Linked DNA regions of Triticum aestivum: region 2 is linked to region 1. The links are chromatin contacts, called in public Hi-C maps. All regions are on one chromosome and are shown on one strand. The core of a region is the stretch at or near the end of the contact, and the rest is flanking DNA. Distances in the headings are between cores, read along the strand shown. Region 1 holds the start of LOC123189045 (forkhead box protein P4). Region 2 holds the start of LOC123185428.

Evidence for each region. A called contact is a pair of places that touch in the nucleus more often than the background predicts.
Region 2: a contact with region 1 is called in a Hi-C map of leaf, with 6 times the contacts expected there. The contact joins the promoter of LOC123185428 here to the promoter of LOC123189045 in region 1. A contact is called at or near these places in 3 of 5 Hi-C or Micro-C datasets (leaf and root) and 1 of 1 datasets of contacts at active chromatin or transcription factors (leaf).

The regions. Positions count from the first base shown.
Region 1 is chr2A:477,267,801-477,275,458 of IWGSC CS RefSeq v2.1, reverse strand. LOC123189045 (forkhead box protein P4) reads left to right here and starts at 5,856. Exons shown (of 1, transcript XM_044601363.1): 1 at 5,856-6,966. The coding sequence starts at 5,880. The coding sequence ends at 6,560.
Region 2 is chr2A:477,449,628-477,456,809 of IWGSC CS RefSeq v2.1, reverse strand. LOC123185428 reads right to left here and starts at 4,252. Exons shown (of 1, transcript XM_044597305.1): 1 at 3,684-4,252. The coding sequence starts at 4,152. The coding sequence ends at 3,820.

The sequences.
Region 1 (7,658 bases), core at 4,607-7,106:
AGCACGTGTCTGCCAAGCGTTCATAACGTCTTGGTTCTGTGGGACGGGAGGGTCACCTAGCGGTGCTTGTAGGACATAATCTTTCTTGGCAGCTATGAGGATGATCCTCAGGTTCCGGACCCAGTCCGTGTAGTTGCTGCCATTGTCTTTCAGCTTGGTTTTCTCTAGGAACGCGTTGAAGTTGAGGACTACGTTGGCCATTTGATCTACAAGACATATTGTAAAGATTTTTAGACTAAGTTCATGATAATTAAGTTCATCTAATCAAATTAATCAATGAACTCCCACTTAGATAGACATCCCTCCAGTCATCTAAGTATAACATGATCCGAGTTAACTAGGCCGTGTCCGATCATCATGTGAGACGGACTAGTCAACATCGGTGAACATCTTTATGTTGATCATATCTTCTATACGACTCATGCTCGACCTTTCAGTCTTCTGTGTTCCGAGGCCATGTCTGTACATGCTAGGCTCGTCAAGTCAACCTAAGTGTTTGCATGTGTAAATCTGTCTTACACCTGTTGTATGTGAACGTTAGAATCTAACACCCGATCATCACGTGGTGCTTCGAAACAACGTACTGTCGCAACGGTGCACAGTTAGGGGGAACACTTTCTTGAAATTATTATGAGGGATCATCTTATTTACTACCGTCGTTCTAAGTAAACAAGATGCAAAACATGATAAACATCACATGCAATCAAATAATAATAGTGACATGATATGGCCAATATCACATAGCTCCTTTGATCTCCATCTTGGGGCTCCATGATCATCTTGTCACCGGCATGACACCATGATTCCATCATCATGATCTCCATCATCGTGTCTCCATGAAGTTGCTCGCCAACTATTACTTCTACTACTACGGCTAACGCGTTTAGCAATAAAGTAAAGTAATTTACATGGCGTTTCTCAATGACACGCAGGTCATACAAAAATAAAGACAACTCCTATGGCTCCTACCGGTTGTCATACTCATCGACATGCAAGTCGTGATTCCTATTACAATAGCATGAACATCTCATACATCACATATATATCATTCATCATTCATCACAACTTTGGCCATATCATATCACAAAGCACTTGCTGCAAAAACAAGTTAGACGTCCTCTAATTGTTGTTGCAAGTTTTACGTGGCTGAAATAGGGTTCTAGCAAGAACATTTTCTTACCTACGTGAAAGCCACAACGTGATTTTTCAACTTCTATTTACCCTTCATAAGGACCCTTTTCATCGAATCCGCTCCAACTAAAGTGGGAGAGACAGACACCCGCCAGCCACCTTATGCAACTAGTGCATGTTAGTCGGTGGAACCGGTCTCACGTAAGCGTACGTGTAAGGTTGGTCCGGGCCGCTTCATCCCACAATACCGCTGAAGCAAGATAAGACTAGTAGCGGCAAGAAAGTTGACAACATCTACGCCCACAACAAATTTGTGTTCTACTCGTGCAAGAGAACTACGCATAGACCTAGCTCATGATGCCACTGTTGGGGAACGTTGCAGAAAACAAAATTTTTCCTACGGTTTCACCAAGATCCATCTATGAGTTCATCTAGCAACGAGTGATTGGATTGCATCTACATACCTTTGTAGATCACGCGCGGAAGCGTTCAAAAAACGGGGATGAGGAAGGCGTACTCGACGTGATCCAAATCACCGGAGATCCTAGCGCCGAACGGACGGCACCTCCGCGTTCAACACACGTACGGTCAGCGTAACGTCTCCACCTTCTTGATCCAGCAAGGGGGAGGAGAGGTTGAGGAAGATGGCTCCAGCAGCAGCACGACGGCGTGGTGGTGATGGAGCTGCAGTACTCCGGCAGGGCTTCACTAAGCACTATGGAGGAGGAGGATGTGTTGGAGAGGGAGAGGGAGGCACCAAAGGCATGGTTGAGAGGCCCTCCTTTCCCCACTATATATAGGGAGTCCAAGGGGGGGGCGCTGGCCCTAGGAGATCCAATCTCCTAGGGGGTGCGGCCAAGGGAGGAATCCCTCCTCCCCAAGGCACCTAGGAGGTGCATTCCCCCTTTGGGACTCTTCCCTTCCTTGAACCCTAGGCGCATGGGCCTCTTGGGGCTGGTGCCCTTGGCCCATATAGGCCAAGGCGCACCCCCCTATAGCCCATGTGGCCCCCCGGGGCAGGTGGCCCCACCCGGTGGACCCCCGGGACCCTTCTGGTGGTCCCGGTACAATACCGGTGACCCCGAAACTTGTCCCGATGCCCGAAATAGCACTTCCTATATATAATTCTTTACCTCCGGACCCTTCCGGAACTCCTCGTGACGTCCGGGATCTCATCTGGGACTCCGAACAACATTCGGGTTACTGCATATACATATCCCTACAACCCTAGCGTCACCGAACCTTAAGTGTGTAGACCCTACGGGTTCGGGAGACATGTAGACATGACCGAGATGACTCTCCGGCCAATAACCAACAGCGGGATCTGGATACCCATGTTGGCTCCCACATGCTCCTCGATGATCTCATCGGATGAACCACGATGTCGAGGATTCAATCAATCCCGTACACAATTCCCTTTGTCAATCGGTATGTTACTTGCCCGAGATCTGATCGTCGGTATCCCAATACCTCGTTCAATCTCGTTACCGGCAAGTCACTTTACTCGTACCGTAGTGCATGATCCCGTGACCAGACACTTGGTCACTTTGAGCTCATTATGATGATGCATTACCGAGTGGGCCCAGTGATACCTCTCCGTCATACGGAGTGACAAATCCCAGTATTGATCCGTGTCAACCCAACAGACACTTTCGGAGATACCCGTAGTATACCTTTATAGTCACCCAGTTATGTTGTGACGTTTGGCACACCCAAAGCACTCCTATGGTATCCGGGAGTTACACGATCTCATGGTCTAAGGAAAGGATACTTGACATTGGAAAACTCTAGCAAACGAACTATACGATCTTATGCTATGTTTAGGATTGGGTCTTGTCCATCACATCATTCTCCTAATGATGTGATCTCGTTATCAATGACATCCAATGTCCATAGTCAGGAAACCATGACTATCTGTTGATCAACGAGCTAGTCAACTAGAGGCTTACTAGGGACATGTTGGTGTCTATTATTCACACATGTATTACGATTTCCGGATAACACAATTATAGCATGAATAAAGACAATTATCATGAACAAGGAAATATAATAATAATGCTTTTATTATTGCCTCTAGGGCATATTTCCAACAGCCCCAGCCCGCGTCGTCGATGTAGAGCTTACCGCGACGGCTCTTCGCCATCCGGCCCACGGCGTATCCCTTGATCCCTTTGAAGTTACCCTCTAAGAACTTGAAACCATCGTGTGATATCCCCACAGTGGGCGCTAACTGTCGTGAAATTGTCTCGGCAGATGTACTAGTGTGAGGATTTAGTCGTGGAGCCATCGCGATGAGGTTAGCTTAAAGGGGTTAATCAGGATAAAGGACACGAGGAGTTTATACTGGTTCGGCCCCTTACGGTGAAGGTAAAAGTCTAATCCAGTTGTAGGTGGTATTGCTAGGGTTTTGATGAGCAGGGAGCGAATACGCTTGACCCGGCTCTCGATCTGTTGTTTCTTGTTCTAAGCCGCCGCTGGGTCGTCCCCTTATATACACGGGTTGACGCCCTGCGGCTTACAGAGTCCCGGTCGGCTTATACAACGTATCCGGCTCTGTGACCTTTCTTACATGCCTTACAATACAAGTCTATATACATAGCGGTTTATATCTGCCGGCCTTAAGCCGCCTTCGGGTTTGGGCCCTCTACTAATCCTATCTATGAACCGCCATTGTTAATATGTTCTTGGGCTTCATTTGAGATGAACCACCATAGGGATGACCCGGCCTCTCCTGGGCGGGTCATGCCTGATAGTCATATCCCCAACAATCCCTCTTGTAGTTTGCTGATCGTGGATCTGATCGCTTTGGTGTTTATTTTTCTTTTTCCTCGCACGCACATAACGTCGGTATTATATGACTTTGGTATTTGTCGGTCTATTTCTGTGTGCATATGTTGGTGTTGATTGTGTGCACATAACGTCGGGTGTGTGTTTATTTTGTTTGTATCTTCTTAATCTTCATTTTAAGCTAATAAAATCCATCATTTATCAAAGTAAAAAAAATCACCGCTTGTTCTTGTAAGTCCCACCTCTCCTGGTCTCTCATACGTGCAATATAAACACATATGAGATCACGCTTCAGTTCCAGAGCTTTATACCACATATAACTTCCTCATTTCGTTTCTCCACATGCACCGAAAGTGGAATAACAGGCCTCTAAAATCCTACCTCTTGTGATCAAGGGCGATCGGGTTTTTGGAACAATTACCCATGACCGCTGGCATCTTTTTTTCTGTGGCTGCACATGATGACTTCCCCAAGGACGACTACTTTCTCTATGCCGATAATATATGGCTCTAGATAGAATATCCTTTGACTCTCAGGTATATATACACCTGATATGGGGGAAATTACTAATTATGAAAAGTATTTTTTTTTATTTTTTTAAATAAACTTGATCTTCCGTTGTACTCCCTCTGTAAACAAATATAAGAGTGTTTAGATCATTATTTTAGTGATCTAAACGCTCTTATATTTCTTTACGGATGGAGTACTAACATAAAGTTTTACAAAGGAAAAAACTCTCGTCAGCTCCAGTGCAAAAAACAAAATTTTAAGGTCAAAAAGTGTGAATAGTTGCGTGTACCTAGTGTTGATTTTGTTTTTGTTTTTTTTTTCACCCAAGAGCCAAACATGCTTGTCCGCTTCTGATGCTACTACGAACCCGTCTTCTTCACTCCATTGTATGTGTCCTTATCGTTTTTATCTTATCTACCAAATCACATGTCTAAATTCATTTGTCTCTGATCAAATTATCATATCTATTATGTTTATCCTATTTTATTGAATGGTCTACATAAGGTATCATATGGTTTTTGGAGGTGACATAAAAATAATTATTTCTCCCACGTGTCGCGCCTAAGAAATAGCAAAACCATTTTTCAGATATATTTTGTGTCATAGTTATCCCTTTTTCATGAAAGGATCCCACTTGGATAATTATACTTACACAAGAAAGCAAGCTGCTTGATTTTGTGGCGAATCATGTAAAAAGTTGATTACCAGCGCAGACAAGTAGAGCACTCTTGTTCCTAGTCGCCGTGAGAGATAGGGACAGCGGCTCACGTGCTACTTTGAATTCAGCCAGCATCATCTTTAATTTGATCGCTAGTAGCTGCCTATGACTGCGTTCGTTACTGAATCCTGATTCGTCGATCTCTTCGTCTTTCTTCTCTGTTCCTTTTTTTTTGCGATGGTTTCTTCTCTGTTCCTTGGTCGCAACTGATTATGTAGAATCATTCAGTCCCAGTCAATGGACTACTAGACCGACGACAGTGATGCAGGAAGACCGAGTCTGATACTACTAGCAGCATCTTATCTTTTAGTATTTAAATAAAAATGAAAATACGCTTCATTATTAAATGGGGTACGCCCAGCACGTGTAGTTTGGCATAAGAGATACCCAGTCTGCTAAGCAATTTCGGTCTCTTAAGTCGTCTGGCTTTCTTCTAGAAGCAAAATTCCATACGGACTTTACGGAAACGAGGAGATAAGAGCATCTACTACCTCCGTTCCGAATTACTTGTCGTAAGTATGAATGTATCTAGTTGTATTTTAGTTATAGATATATCCATTTCTGCGACGAGTAATTTAAAACGGAGGAAATACAACCGAACCATATCAGCCAAGCATCCGGACGGGCTGCCCGGACATTGACTGGATGAAAAAACATCACCAAACCGGATATCCCATACCTCATTCAAATGATCGGACTGATCGTTACTCCTCATACTCTATCTGGGGCTGATATGAGGACATCCGGACAGGCCTGGACACGGGCGCCATGTCGGATCGGCCAGCTAGGGCTCACGCCATCCCCGCCAATGCCCTCACAAATACCCCAACCCATCGGACGAACCGGAGTCAAACCCTCACTTTTGTCGGTCCACTCGTCTGTTCCGCTTCCCTCGTCTCCTCCGCTTCCTCCCAAATCCGCCCTCAGCCATGGCCAAGTCTGGCCAGGACTCGACAGCAAGAGCGATTCCATGGACTGGAACGAGGAGGAGGACGACAGATCCAGTAGCGACGCGTTGTACGAGGTGGAGCTCGCGCCTGGACACCGGCCGGAGCTCGAGTTCGATCGCGTCCACCCCCAGTTCCTCCACACACTGCCGGTGGGATGCGGGCCGCGCCCACCCGTTCCGCTCCGCATCGCTCCAGATCCGGAGCCGAGCGGACGTCTCCCCTTCCCCTCCGACGCTAGCAAAGCCTTGGCAGCGGTAGGTGCTCGTGCTCGCGGCTCTCGTGCGAACGCGCATGGGAGTCCAAGGCGAAGGCGGCTCGATGCGAGCGACAGCGGGGCAGCGACTGCGTCGGAGCCCGGCTCTTCCTGCCAGTGGGCATGCTCCAGCCCCGTCGACCCGGAGGAGGCGCTCCTCCGCAAGGTCATGTGGCGCTTGCTGACCACGACGGATTCCGACATGAGGTGACTCCGGTGCTAGAACACGAAGCTGCTCCGCCTCAAGCTCGAGGCGTCCGAGCGCCTCGCGAGGGAGGAGTCGACCGCCACCAAGGTCGCCCGCCACGTGAAGGAGCAACAACGCCTCCTCCGCCGCCTCTCCAGCTACATTTTGTCAGCATCGGAGAGAGGCACCACCAACATAGATGACGACGACGACCCTCCCGCCGTAGATGCATATACGGAGATGGGCCGCTGCGATGCCAACCGCAAGCGATGAGCTCCAACCACCTCCCCTTATCTCATTTTATTTTCTTTGTAGTATAAAATCCGACAAAACGTCTTTTGGGTTCGATGCAATCTGTCCGATAAACTATGTTCCAAGTTTCTTGTTCTATGTTGATCTATGTCCTTCTAATGTTGTTTCAATTCATCCATGGATTTGGTGCACACGATTGTGGACAACAAAGAATGGCTATTGTCCGGTCACTTACAGTAAGCATGTCCAGACGTGTCCACAGATGTATAGGGACTCATATTAGAGCATCTCTAACAGGCACGCAACCACACGGCACACTAAAAATAAGTTTACGACGCTGAAATAGCAATTTTTTGCGCGCCTAGTAAAATAAAAATTATGCACGCTGCTCCAACAGAAACGCTAAACTTTACAGCACGCGACACACATTTCATACTAAAAAACAAGATAGTTCTTCATCATAGATAGGCATAGGTAGATAATAATAGAAAGATACAAAAGGATAGCCTACATAGTTCATAGCATAGATAAATAAATAAAAAAGATAGTCTTATTTCAACTACTCGTCGTCGTCCTCCTCTTTCGACTTCGACTCGGTGATGTCCTCCTCCTTTTCCTCCGATGTCGTAATGAAGGTGTCAATCCGTCGTTCATCGTTGGAATCCCAGGTCGACGCTTCTTTGAGCTCGATGTTGAAGAGCGCGTCCGCCTTCCGCGTACGCCTGTCCTCGCGATAGGCGGTTCGCTCTGGCCTCCTTTGCACATAGAATTCACGCTCGTTGATGACGTCCTCCGAAAAGTGTTGGCGCCACAGCGACATGGCCTCCTCGTCCATCTCGGTGATGTCGAGCCGGCGCTCCCGCCTCCGGT
Region 2 (7,182 bases), core at 3,003-5,502, 180 kb before region 1:
AGCCTCAACAGGCGAACGACATGGTCGAGGACGGCGAGGCCTTGTCAGATCGGTTGACATGGGAAGTCCTGGCACCCCAGGGCATGGTGACGTGACGGTACAGGGGTGTTCACCTACTACGTCCCATCCCCTCGGGTTGCGAGGGTCAACCCCTGATGGTCGTAAGAAGATACTCCCCCTGGCGCCATATAAAGGGAGGGAGAGATCATTTTTAAGAGTTAGAAGAAATCGATATATGAAGAACACCAAATCAGAAATAGGGTATACAACATCATAATGGTCTGAACCTGGGTAAAGTCCTTTGTCGCATGTGTAGAGTGTTTGGAGTGTCTTAACCCCTCGCCGAACATTCTAGGAGTTGCATCATAGCTTTGTTATCAACGATCATCTATTGATATGAATAATCTCATGAATTGTGACCAGATTTTCAAGGATATATCTGCCTCTAATGAAGGCAATTTGGTTTCCATCAATAAGCCTATTGAAGCACTTATCCAGTTTGTTAGTAATTTGAAGTCACAGTTAGTGAGGGCCACTAGCTACGTGTTACCAAAAGGCATGTGCCTCGTACATCCCATGGAAAATATAGGGGGGGTACTCACCACACAAAGTCTTGAGAATAAACTGGATCATGAGTGCAAAAATATTGAATTTTCATTTTTACTAGCCCGTCCAGGTTTGGCACTGTAGCTCCCCACCGGTGAGGGCAATAGGTTGGAACCTTAGAGTTTTGGCCTCTCCTTTGGGAATTTAGGAGATCTCCAACGTCGACCCTCAAGCCTTACGCAACCATTCGGGTTGCGCTGTCCGGACCGCGGATGCCATCCACCGCCGACCAGACCCGGTCCGCGGGGCAGTCTGGATGCGATTTCTCTTGCAAACCAGATACAAAAGTGGGGAAGGTTTGCGGGAGTTCGGACCGCTCCCAAGCCCGCTTCTGACCGCCCTGGCTCACCAAAAAAACCTCCCCCTCCCGTGCACGCACCCCGCCTAGCGCCAGCTGCCCGCATTAATGCTGATGTAGAGTGCGTTGCTCCGCATTGAAGGCGGCTTAGGGAGGACACGACCTTTTACTACCTCCGCCATTGAAGCGGTTCGCCGGCTGAGGGTGCCGCCTGCTACCCGTCCAGCTGAACAGGCCTCCTCGCCGCATTCATACGCCTCCATTAAACCCGCCTGGAAGTCGAGAAACTTACTTCGGCCACATGTCCGTTCATGAGCGGGCCGACATTTAAACGCAACGCCAGTTGAGCTTCTCCTGTCCACCCTCTATTTAAACGAGGCCAGACGCCCATCAAGAATCGCACCCCTCTGTCGCTCCCCCATCTCCTCCTTCACCACTCTTCTGATGCCTTTCGAAGAGCAGTTTGTCGGCACACAAACCGGCTGGTGGCCCACCGAGCCGGCCGGATACGAGCGAGGCAACTCGCTACTCTACCTCCCGTGCCGGACTCGACGGAGCAAATTGTCGCCCCAAGCCGGCGTGTGGTTTAGCAACTTGCCGCTCCAGGCCCACTCGATGAGAAGTGGCGAGTTGCTCCACGCCAGCATGCGGGGAGCACGACGGCACGAGCGTCATGGCTGCCTTCGACGACGCTGCATCATACCGCGCCACCCCGTGCCTGCGACTGCGCCTCCCGTGCCTGTGACCGTGCCTCCCATGCCTGCGACTATGCCATGCAGGTAGAGACATAAGCCGAGTGCACGGAGCGCGACGAGTCGGTGGCCGGCGCCTCCGCTTCCGCCGCCATCATCGAGGAGGAGTATAACACGGAAGTCCGCCGCTTGGGCCCCATGAAGGCCACAGCCAATGCGACGCCGACATACACAGCCGACGTCTAGCCCGGTTTTTCTCTTGCAAGGACCTCTGTCGATCCCACATGGGCTCCACGAAAGCGGAGGCGCCGCCTTCCCCTCCCGTTGAAGCATCAGCCGAGGGTTCCACTTCGATGAGTGATGGGGAAGCGAGCCGTCCTTTGTGTTGAAGCATATACCTCCGAGACTCCCGGCAGTCCGGTGATCTGGCTGCCGGACATGAGGAAAACAAAGGGATCCGCGGGCGGCGATTTTGATTAGGTATTATTATACCTCTAGAGCCGGACTAGCACCGCTTAGCTGATGTAAATGTACTGAAATCCGTCATGTTGAAAATCCGGCATCCTATATAACTAAGAGATTCATCCCCACTAACTTATTTATCTCAACATGGAAGCATGCCACATCACCATACAATTATGAATGAGATAAGACCCACCTCATCATGCAACCATGCATGGGAAAAAACCAACCACCACATGCAACCATGCATGGAAAAAAATTCATTCTATTATTCTACTTATATTCAACAAATATTTTACAACTGTACCTAATAAAATATACTACGTTGTATACATTTTTTTTATTTTGGTTCACATGTTACTAATCCAAATATTTATATTCCACACAATCAAATATCATCTAAATATACTGCAACCGATTCCCGCAACAACGTGCGGGTTATCATCTAGTTTTTATATAAGATCCGTCATGTTTATATAAAATCCGGCCATGTTTGCATGAATTTCATCCGGTTGTTCGGGTTGCTGTAAAAATATATGCGGATACGGTTGGATGATGTCCTTTCGCATCCATGCCCTGTCCGCGAACGGATGCGAGAGAATTTTTGCGGTTTGCTGTTAGAGATGCCCTTGGGGTGATGAGACTGGAATTTAATTTATAAGGAAACAGGGTCATTGTCAAAATCTCAAAAGAGATTGAGCAATTCCTGCTTAATAGTATCCCAAAAAATTGATAGGAAAAGAAGAAGATGTACTAAGCCCATGCTTATCGCAACTGCATAATATATTAACCATTTAAGAGGAGCTCCAGCAAGACTTGGTCCCTTCCATTGGATATTGCGTTTCATGTGTTCACCTAATAGCTTAGCTCAGCGCTCATCTTTGTGTTTTGAGGGCAATAAAATAACCACTACAATCTGCTGAACAGTCGGGAACATAAACAGATTATATATAAAAAATAAATGTTAAAGGGACATGTGTTGGCCAAATAAATTGCGGGTGTTGCCATTGATTTGGATGGAGGACGACTCTGCAGAGAGCCAACTGATTTGGCGGCAGACAATTGTGTTATGCAACCGTGGGCGCAATTGACAGGTGAGCATGCGGTTGCTGGTCGGTTTCAGTGGTGCAACAGCTCAAGGATGTGCCACCCTACTTATTAAAGATCGCACACCATTCACCGGCTAATTCAAACATGTCCATGTCTGTGATGTCGTTAGTGCTACTTGTATACGCAGTAAAGGAGAAAATTCAAGCGTTCCGAACGGTGGAAGGAGGAAATTCTTGTGGCACACGTAGCACTGGTGGAACTGAGTCACACTCGAAAAAATCTCGGGGGAACGTATAGCGGACGCCACTGGCTTGGGATGATGGTCTGGCGTGTAGGCGTGTGTGTGGCTCGGCAGCCCAGCTCATCCTCTGCAAGTTTTAGCACCAGTAGCGCTCTGCAAAACTGACCAAGTTGGTTGGCTAGATGCCTGGATGGACACATTCCTTGCTCGTAAAAATTCTTTCAGCACAACAATTCCTTGGAAATTCATCCGCCCGAAGTCACGAGATATTCAGGCGCAGATATTCATCGCGACAAGGCTCGATTCAGTAACAGCAAGAGGCCGGCAGGAATCATTACTAATTCACTTGCTATATTCTATCAAACCCCTATTCGGTTCTGTTCTATAACACACTGTATTACAAGTACTACTATTTCTAACTCAAGAAAACAAAATCGAGCGCCGCGGCCGCGGATCGCGAGCTGAGCCGATCACCGCGTGCTCGCCCGTGGCCGGAGTGGCGTGGCGGAGGCGGTGGCGATCCGCACGGGCGCCCGGCGTCCGGTCCCGGACCCGCCGCAGCTCCGGCAAGGCATCCTCCGGGTGCCCGCGCAGGTCCGGCAGCCTGAGCCGTCCCCGTCGGACCACCGGGAGCACAGGCACTCCACCCTTCCCGTCCCGCTGCATGTGGCGCACCGCGGCTTCTGCAGCAGCGGCCACCGCACCGCCGCCGCGGGCCTCCCCTCCTGCATGGACCTGTTGGCCATGGCCACCCCCGCCAACATCCCCAGCCCCGCCGACGCCACCGCGATCGGGGCCACCATCTCCGGCGCGTGCTAGATCCTCCTCGTGAAAATCCCGACAGATCGGAGAGAGAGAGAGAGAGAGAGAGAGAGAGAGAGGTTGGCGATTGGTGAACGAAGCACGCTAGGAAGGCAGTAAGCGAGCGAGAGGGAGACCGAGATTTATAGAGGGGTGTGTCCGGCCGCCTCGTCAATCAGCGCGGTCACGGTGGGTGGGGTAAGCAAAATTGATTAGTGGGAGAATGGTGATTAATTAGAGAGCGATTATTGGAGTGGGGGAGGCAAAGTCGGCAGCGTCGCTTTCCTCCCTTTATTACTGTGGTCGCCTTGCCTAGCCGCCCCTGCTGGTCTGCACTCTGCACTGCACTGGCTACCATTTTGCCCGGAAATTTCCTAACAATCGCATCATTATTCCTCAAGATAAACTTGGATCGATCGTGGAGGAACACTTTTTAAAGCTGATGGCTACGTTACAAGCAATTTTCCATCTACGAAACAACTTCTAGGATGCTTTGTTGCAAATTGTACAAAGGTGACATGCCTATTTTCAACATTGTGAGTTGGACATAATTAATGAGAAATGTAGAATGCCAAAGAAAACGCCGCACGTGCGCCGATAGTGGCGAGTCCAACTATAGGCCAGTCCCGGGACTTTTATCCCCAAATTGAGTTTCGGTCCACCACTTTCAGCAAGGGCACGACGCAAGCACGCATCAACGTAGCCTGATCAGAGATCTCGTGTTTTCATCGGATTACGCAAACTTGTTGTTGAAGCCGCATCTTACATTACCCTTGACTGGCTACCGACGTCTCGATCGATTACCTCTGTAGGAGATACCGGAAGACAAAGATGCTCCATACCACTTCCCATCATTGTCACACCACTTTCGGTCCAACAACAACATGTATGACTTATCACCTCTATAGGCATAGGAGCCAACGAGTGTAGCACCAGTCAGTTGCAGGTATAACTTGGCGCCTCCACATTAGTCATCGTCCATAGCACCAACCAACGACGAGCATGACTTGGCGTAGCCGCAAGAGTCGTCATGCATAAGATCCTGCCGAGTCGGATCCTAGAGTTGGCGCGAACATCCCGCCGCCAACCCCGGAAGGCCTTCACCATCTCGAGACCCAATCGTCGTGTCGTCCTCACGAGCACGGAGGACGCCGTCGTTGAAGAACTAGGGCCACCACCCCTATTGCCAAACTCCTACGCCACCATGGGATGACGACAAAAACGAGCATATCACGGCCAGATCCGCACCACTTGACAAGCTACCAGCTACGTTGCCACACAACAGTAGTTATTGGGAGCCACCACCATCCTACCGCAAGCCACCGCCGTCCCTACTTCGTAGGCCCGCAACGACGCCGGGATCGCTGCCCTCACCGTTAAACCAGCCTAGCCACCATCGAATAATCTTGGGGTCGTTGCCCCGGTGTCCATGCTCTGCCAGATGTGTCCGCCATCAAGGGCCGACCGCCATGCTTTGGTCAGAGGCCTCCCGCGGCGAGAAGAGACGAGGACCCGTTGACCTCCGTCCGTCGCGTGAGGCTTTACCCGCCAGCTTCCTCCAATGAGGGCAGTTGGTTATATGGGAGGATAGGTGGGGGCAACGACTAGGGTTTCGCCCGAACTGCTCTCCTGGGAGCGACACAAGCGATGGAGTCTAAAAATGAGCATGAAACCCATGAACTAAGCATACCTTAGATGACTAGTTTCCTTATGATGAAACCAACTTGTCCGAGTTCTAGATTTAGCACAAGTGTTTGCTTATTTCATGGATTTATTTCAGACCGTGTCTGTTGACTACGAGATGTATATGACGACTTCGTCAATTGTAAGATATGTCTGTTTAGTCTTTTAAAGGTCCTTATAGAGCTAATGTATGTGCAGTGACTACAAAAGAGTGTGTTATCAATGTTGGGTCGGTCTGTACTGTGCTTCTAAAAAAGTATCAAACCACATGCTTCTAGCCTGGGATCTGTGCTTCAGTTCGTGCCTGCCCTTGAGGAAGGGTGTGACAACATAATGGTAGAGTGAGGTACAAATAGGGAGGTGTGAGTGGTGGTCACACGTTAAGATAAGATGACAGGGCAACAGAGTTCTAATTGCGGGAAAGAAAAGTCAGGGATTCAATGGTGCGGTTAGGATACACTCCCTCCGTTGTTTTATATAAGGACCAAAGTATTTAACGAACATCAGATTTTTAGACAATATCTAACAAACGTCACATTTTTAGACATGGCATAGTATGGCAAGTTTAGTTGGTGAAAGCAAATCAGTCTCAATTCAATTTTTACCTGAAATTGCCGCCCTTGTAAACTAATTTTGTCATTCTCGTGCCAACATAAATTGCTATGAAAAACCTTCGATCTGTCATGCCTAAATGTAACATTTGATTTTTAACATTTCAGTTAAATAAAGGTGTATTTTTAGACATGGTGATCAAGGCATGAAATTTAGAACGACTTGGAACAAAAATACCAATGACTAATTCCATCAAAATATCAAACAAAAATGAAAATGCAATATGCAATCTGGCTTCCACCGGGAATAGATGATTAGCTGACCCACATTAGTAAAGTTAGCCACGGAACTGTGTAAGAGCATCTACAGCCGAGCATCCCAAACCGACTTCAAATGCCCGGGCGGACGGCCCGGTCACTTACCGGTCACAAAAATTCGTACCAGACGTACACCTCAAAAGACTCTCAAACATCCGGGTTGTCCGGCACCCTTCGTATCCAATCCAAATATAGGACGGACATGAGGGTGCCTGGGCGCGTCCGCCACGTCGGACCGACGATGGTTCCTGTTGAGTATATTGATTATTAGGAAAGACGATGCTTCATGAAGGCTCCGTCGCAGCCTCTCCTCCTCTCCATGCTGCTCCGGGTGAAAACTTGATCTTCGCGATCGGACGGTGACAGCACCATGGTGTCGTGCCCTTCTTGGAGGCACCGTCGAGGAGCCCATGCTTCGTCCGTGTCTGGCTTCCCTTCTTCACGGTGACTTGCACTCCGTGGAGGTCTCCATCGACGTCA